2 separate regions of the Mus musculus genome follow, and region 1 is linked to region 2. A link is a contact called in public promoter capture Hi-C data. All regions are on one chromosome and are shown on one strand. Each heading gives the region's core, a stretch centred on a gene start, on an enhancer-like site or on the middle of the called end of the contact. The rest is flanking DNA. Distances are from core to core; before and after follow the strand shown.

The links. Capture Hi-C pulls out chosen DNA fragments and counts their contacts.
Region 1: a contact with region 2 is called in a promoter capture Hi-C map of adipose tissue. The contact joins two enhancer-like sites. A contact is called at or near these places in 3 of 484 Hi-C or Micro-C datasets (adipose-derived mesenchymal stem cells, spermatogonial stem cells and uterus), 2 of 115 datasets of contacts at active chromatin or transcription factors (microglia and pancreatic cancer cells) and 3 of 9 other capture datasets (adipose tissue, liver and pancreatic islet).

Annotation. Positions count from the first base shown.
Region 1 is chr3:108,996,474-108,999,871 of GRCm38.p6, reverse strand. Fam102b (family with sequence similarity 102, member B) reads left to right here. Exons shown (of 11, transcript NM_001163567.1): 3 at 2,808-2,837. Among named protein-coding and RNA genes, the nearest start is that of Gm43221, 2.6 kb to the left of the region's middle. Within about 2 kb of position 1,906, at least 80 of the 459 cell types and tissues checked have an H3K27ac peak or open chromatin away from gene starts, as enhancers often do. A contact at or near this core is called in adipose tissue, microglia and pancreatic cancer cells, where this site is marked.
Region 2 is chr3:108,857,003-108,860,633 of GRCm38.p6, reverse strand. Fndc7 (fibronectin type III domain containing 7) reads left to right here. Exons shown (of 13, transcript NM_177091.5): 11 at 1,727-1,756. Among named protein-coding and RNA genes, the nearest start is that of Stxbp3, 18 kb to the right of the region's middle. Within about 2 kb of position 2,338, at least 143 of the 459 cell types and tissues checked have an H3K27ac peak or open chromatin away from gene starts, as enhancers often do. A contact at or near this core is called in adipose tissue, microglia and pancreatic cancer cells, where this site is marked.

The DNA of each region.
Region 1 (3,398 bases), core at 657-3,156, 140 kb before region 2:
CTCTTCCACTTTACTTTCTAGTGAGAATTGGGTGACAGGAAGCAAGTGTGTAACAAAATAAAATAAGTTCAGATAGCAGTAAATGTTACACACTTTACAAAATGGGATAATGGAGAATAATTTAGGGAAGAGTGTTGCTGTAGAACATTGAGGAGGCATCTCTCCTGCTCCTGCTCCTGCTCCTGCTCCTCCTCCTGCTCCTGCTCCTCCTCCTGCTCCTGCTCCTCCTCCTGCTCCTGCTCCTGCTCCTCCTGCTCCTGCTCCTGCTCCTGCTCCTGCTCCTCCTCCTGCTCCTGCTCCTGCTCCTGCTCCTCCTCCTCCTCCTGCTCCTGCTCCTGCTCCTCCTCCTGCTCCTGCTCCTGCTCCTGCTCCTGCTCCTGCTCCTGCTCTGCCCCTGCCCCTGCCCCTGCCCCTGCCCCTGCCCCTGTTCCTGCTCCAGCACTGCAGTAGAAGCAACCTGTGGCCACCTGACTTTTTAAATGGGTGCTGTACATCAGAACGAGGTTCTCATACAACAAACACTCTTAACAAGTGAGCTATCCCAACAGCACTCTGAGAGGTAGGCTGGTTCCCAGGTAGAGGGAGGACAGGCATGTGCCACCATCCCTGATTCATTTGGGAAATTTTAATAGGACAAGCAGTTATAACAGTGGTTCTCAACCTGTGGGTCATGACCCCTTTGGTGGGGATCAAATGCTGCTTTCACAGGGATTGCAAATCAGATATTCACATTACAGTTTATAACAGTGGTAAAATTAATGTTATGAAGTTGCAATGAGCTTTATTTGTTTGGTTGGGTTTTTGGTTGGGGGGGGGTTGTTTGTTTTTGGTTTTGAGGCAGGGTTTTTCTCTGTATGATACTCAAACTCCTGGAGTCCTGAAACTCTGTAGATCAGGCTGGCCTTGAACTCAGAGATCTACCTGACTATGCCTCCCAAGTGCCAGAATTAAAGGCATGCTCCACCACACCCAATGCAATGAAATAATTTATATAGTGGAGATCACTACACAAGGAACTTATTAAAAGGTCACAACACTGTTGCAGGAAATACTAGAAAAGCACCATCCAGTGCTATCCCTGGCTACTCTCCACCCTGGCGACCTCACTGCCCCCATGGCTAACCCCGTGCAGCGCCCGCCCATCTTGCGGTTCTCTTGCTGCAGATTCTGTTCACATTCCCAGCCATCCACCCCCTTTGGTCTTCAGTCCTAAATCCCAGTAACCCAGTAAAGTCAAAACTCTAGAGGCTTGTGATTTATAAGTCAGATTTATGTCATAACTCTCACCCCATGAAACGCCCACACAATGAACTCAGAGCCAATTGATATTGAACTAAACTGTCCACCTGGATTGGACAAATTGTCCTGTAATTATCCATCTCTTATATGATATTCATAGCTACCTGTAGCTATTTAAAGCCACATGGAATCTGGATCGTCTTTCTCTTCCTCCATCTTCCTTCATTCTCTCTGTCCTCTCTCTCCTGTCTCTAAAAATCTCTGTACTCCTTCCTTTTCCAATCACAGGCTTCTTGTTGTATTAATATTTAAACCAATTGAGGGAAATTCTGCTACACACCATTCATAAAGCTGAGAACCACTGTTTCATAAGATCATGCTGCTGTTTTGGTGGTGAATGAATTGGTTTTAATATCTCAAAGTAGAAATGCTTAGGTTCGGGGAAAGCAGTTTTTTACAGACATAGTCCATTATTTGGCACAACCGGATACCCAACTAAAAGTACAGGTTTCTATTGCATGGAGAGTGAGAGCAAATAACCAAGGTACAGCTAGCAATCTTTCTGTAGAAGCTACAGAAAGGAGGAAAGGAGAGGCAGGAGGAACAGCAGCCAGGGAAGCAGTAGATGTGGTATCGGGAGGTGTGGCATGGGGGTGTGGCATCATGGCATCAGGAAGGTCATTGGTCAAGCCGTCACTTGTGTAAGAGACTAAGATAAAAGCAGGGAGCTTTTAGCTTCTGCAAAATGAAGATCCTGAGCTACTAGAGAGGGAAAATGAGGTCAAATCCAGCTGAAGAGGGTTGACGAGAGTCAGGCAGAGGTTTAAGACTTTTGAGTTTTGACCATACATGACAGCACTGAAAATAAGCAAGTCGAGGAGCCATGGAACACCTAGAGGATGTTTCCTTTTGTTTGTTTAAGAATGGCACCATTAAAGGATGTGGGAATGACCCGATACTGAAAAAATGCCGATAGCACATTGGACTAGAAACAGTGGCAGGAAAGGGAAGAGTGACAGACGGTCCTAAGTAATGCCAGAGCTCGCTGCGGCCCGTCTGGGGTTCTCTAAATTCAATGTGTAAAAGATAGGCATGCTAGATAGTGTGTCAGTCACAAAAGGGAAGTGACAACTCTCCAGTAAACACGCTCTCAAAGTGGCTTTGGAGAAAGGAAGCTTTCTGTGGTAACAGAGGCAACAGTGCACAGTGTACTGGGCTTTGCTCCGAGTGCTTTACACTTGGCCCTCACAGCTGTGTGGCCAACGGTCCCACCATCCAGGAAGCTGAAGTGAGTCACTTGAGGTCCAGGAGTTCAAGGTCCGTCCGTGCAGCATACAGAGACTCCACATCAAAAACCAAATGAATAAAGTTACAAGCAAAGAGAAATTTTTGGTCATTTTTAAGATATTATTATTGATTTGAATAGCCAGGTTGAAAATAGTTCTATGTATATTGCCTGTGATATTTACTAGCATATAAATGTCTACTTAGGACTTGTTTGACACACATTTAGTCTTAAATTCTTCATTCTATAGTGACCTCACTTACAGTGCGTTCTGTGTTTGCAGGAATTAAAAGGTGGGAAAGCGTATGCAAAGGTAAGTAAATGTTCTTTAACTCTCTTTGAAGTTCATAATGTTGTTATTGCAAGCTATGGGTTTTTAATTGCTACTCAAGCGTGGCTCATTTTAAGTTCAGCACACTAGAGACTGAATAATTGGATCTAACACACTATTAGAATATTCTTTCTGGGGACTGGAGAAATGGCTCAGTGGTTAGGAACACTGCCAGTTCTCCAAAGGACCCAGGTTGGTTCTGTTCCCAGGACCCGAATGTGACTAGAACACTCTCTGTAACTCCGGTTCCAGAGGCCCCAACCCCTCTTCAGGCCTTGCATGCACATGGTGCCCAGACATACATGCAGGCAAAATGCCCATACTCATAATAAAAATAAATGAATTTTTTTTAAAAGGAGTATTTTGGGAGCTAATTGTGGGCTGGTACCCTTTAGTATTAGCCTCCCTACTAGACAATGTTCTCTGGTTTTCTTGAAATCGTAGCTTACTGCTACAATTACAGAATAATTAGATGTGAGTTATTGTTGCTCCAGGATTGGTTAATCCACTGACTAAAGAATGTGGTCAGGGATCCATTATCCT
Region 2 (3,631 bases), core at 1,089-3,588:
ATAACATGTTTTGCTCACTGGATATTTCACAACTTAACAAGTGTCTTCACAGTTATATCTGCCTGAGTCTCAAAATAACCCTAAGATGTAGACTCAGCAGACATGAACTGTCTCTGATTTATAAATGAGGAAACTGAGGCCCAACAGCTCCATAATCTTTATCTACAATAATTTTCTTCGAGTCACTAAATTGTATATGGACCCAACACAAAATGGTCACTGGGGGTGGGGTGGGAGGGTCTCCCCAAAAGTACACTTGGAGGACATAGTTTGCCTTACTGCTTGTGCACTCGAAAATGGTTCAAGCCAGATCAACCTTTTCATTCTTCCCACCCCATTACATCTGGATTTTTTTTTTTTCATAGAAACTGTCCAAGTGTGGTTGTTGTTAGGACAAGAAGAAACCTATGCCATTGTTCAGAGAGGGGTGTGTACAGAGCTGGATGCAAATATAGGTCTGAGGTTGCTCTGTGCATTTTTGGGAGAGAGTGTGTGTGTGTGCATATCCTGTGCAGGCAAAGGAGCTAGGCTGTAAAGTGCATCATTAGAAGAGAGAGCAGCCCAAACTCGGGAGTCCCAAGTTGCCAAACCATTCACTATGCTTGCCTACCTCAACGTTGCCTTCTCTTAGAGGAGTTTTTCTTCTTTATCTTCAGTCTACTTTCCATTTTTTTATCCTTAGCACTTCTGGAGATGAGATTCAGAGTACATGCTTGGCAAGCACCATTCGGCTGAGCTGACAACCCCCAGGCCTGCCCCAAACCTTCTCTTAAAACTTTCTTTTGAAACAGTGATTTGCTAAATTGCCCTTCCTGGCCTCAGCTGCCTAAGTAGCTCAGATTACAAGTGTGCACTTCTGTGCCCAGCACGTTTATTCTTTTTCAATTTGTATATATTTTCCATCTGAAATATATCAATAGGGTTGGAAAGATGGCTCAGTAGGTAAAGTATGTGCCACACAATGTTAAAGACATGAGCTTGAATCCCCAGGACACAGTTGAAAAGTCAGGGCAGCACACACTGGTAGCCTCAGCGCTTGTTGTTGCAGGGGAGGTGTTAGGCAGAGCTTATTAGCTAACTCAACTGTCTTAGCTAGGGTTTTATTACTGTGAAGAGACACCATGACCAAGGCAACTCTTATAAAGGACAACATCTAATTGGGGCTGGCTTACAGTTTCAGAGGTTCAGCCCATCATCATCACAGCAGGAAGCATGGCAACGTGCAGGCAGCCATGGTGCTGGAGGAGCCAAAAATTCTACATCATGATCCAAAGGCAGCAGGAGACTGTGTCTTCTACACTGAGCATAGCTTGAGCATAGGTGATCTCAAACCCTGCCCCCACAGTGACACACTTCCTCCAACAAGGCCACACCTAGTCTAACAAGGCCTCTAATAGTGCCCCTTCCTAAGGGCCAAGCATTCAAACACATGAGTCTGTGGGGGCCATGCCTATTCAAACCACCCCACCAACCTAGTCAAATCTATGGACTTTAGGTTCAGGAAGAAAGACACTACCTCAAAAGCTGCAGGTGGAGAACAATCAAAGAAAGACACCTGACATCCTCAGGTTTCCACTTAACACACTTGTGCATGTGCACCAACATTAACAATTATAACTCACACACACCATAAATACACAAATAAATAAATAAATATGTCAATGAGTGTATTCTTAATGCCTATGTTTTAATTTAATTTAATTTTATTTTATTTTATTTTTTACAGTTACCTGTTCTGGCAGTACTCTTGGAATGGGTAAGTCATTTTTCCCAAGCAGAGAAATAGAAGAGAATTTGTGTGCCTGTGTTTCCCAGTTACTTAATGAAATTATGATCAAAGTTAATGCTAATTCCTAAGAATGCCACATGCTCCTTTGATGTAAGAGTGCCCTGCCTCCCTTCACATTGCGCAAACCAAGATGAATTCCTTTAGATGTTGAAATCTTTTTAGTCTTCCAGAGTCCCAGAGAAAAATGCAAATTTTTTGGAGGGCAGCTGGTTATTCCTGCTCCGCGCATACTTACTTTGGCAATGGTTCCAGCCTTGCTGCATGCTAACATTCCTTGGAGACTTTCAATTTTACTGATGCTAGGGCTCTGGCCCCTGAAGATCTGGCATAATTGTTCTAAGTCGAAGGCTGGGCAGCAGGACTTTTAAAAGCTCCTCTGGTGGTTTTAAAGTGAAGTGAAGGCTGAGAATTGCTGCGGTAAGCAGGGCTTCTCCCCCAGCTGGTGCAGAGCCCCACCAGGCACATTTGGACTTGGCAGGGGCAGAGGCTTTCCACACTAATGAGGTGAGGTCTGAACATGCTTTGAATAGCACAGCCTTAGACAGAAGCAGCCCCTCCCCCTCTCTGAGTAAGCCATTTGAGGGCCTCGGCACTACCGTGGAAATCATTGTGTCTAGGAAGGATTTCTAGATTTCATCATTTTCTTCTGTGAATACTGGACTAGTCAGATCAGGATTCTGGCTGGCAAGGACCCCTCTTGACCTACTAAAAGGAGCCCTGGGGATTCTGTTTGCTTAAGTCTTCCTTGATTCTTGGTCTATCATAAATCTTACCAACCCCATGAGTTGACTTTTTTTTTCCAGGTCAGGGTCTCACTATGTACCCCTGTCTAGCCTGGAACTCACTTTGTAGACCAGGTTGGCCTGGAATTCACAGAGCTCTGTCTGCCTCTGCCCCACCCCTACCCCCAAGTGCTGAAATTAAAGGTTTTACAGCACAATGCCTGCCTGCCTGAATTGACTTTTTTTTTTTTTTTTTTTTTTTTTTTTTTTTTTGAGACTATGTGTAGCCCTGGCTGTCCTGGTACTCATTCTGTAGACCAGGCTAGCCTCAAACTCACAGAGATCTGCCTGACCCTCTTTCCTGAGTGCTGAGATTAAAGACATGTGCTACCATACCACCGTGAACTTGCTGATCTTGTCTGAAATGACCTTCTAAGAGACAATATTGGATTTAAATCCTGCTGCTCTTATTTGCCAGTAGTTGAACTATTCAAATTCCTAAGCCTAGTTTTCCTCATTTGAAAACTGAAGTAATAGTCACTTCATAAAACATAATGACATTAAATGAAATGTAATTAATTGGACACAGTGAGAATTCAGGGTCAATTTCATCTCATAACTCCCTAATATGTTCTAGATATTAACACTTTAACCTTAGCCCTCATAATACTTGAACACATTAGTTTTTAAGTATGGACCCAACAATACTCACATTATCTGGTAACCTTTTAGAAATGTCGCCTCTAGGGTTTGGCCAAAGACCTAGTAACTGAGAGATTCTGGAGCCTGGCAACTCTGTGGGTTTGGCTTGGGTGTTTTGTTTTGTTTTTCAAGACGGGGTTCCTTTGTGTAGCCTTGGCTGTCCAGGAACTAGCAACTAGCTCTGTAGTTCAGGCTGGCCTCAAACTCACAGAGATCTGTCTACCTCCACCTCCTGGATTAAAGAGCTGGGATTAAAGGTTGTTACACTACAGTGCCCGTAAAATGGGGCTGGGGAGGGGTTGATTGTCTCTAAGGTTGTGCTATTCAAAGCCTATTCAGACCTCTCACCTCATTAGCACATAAAGCCTCTGTCCCCTGCCAGGTGCGCCACCACCTGGCCAGCAACTCTGTTTTAACA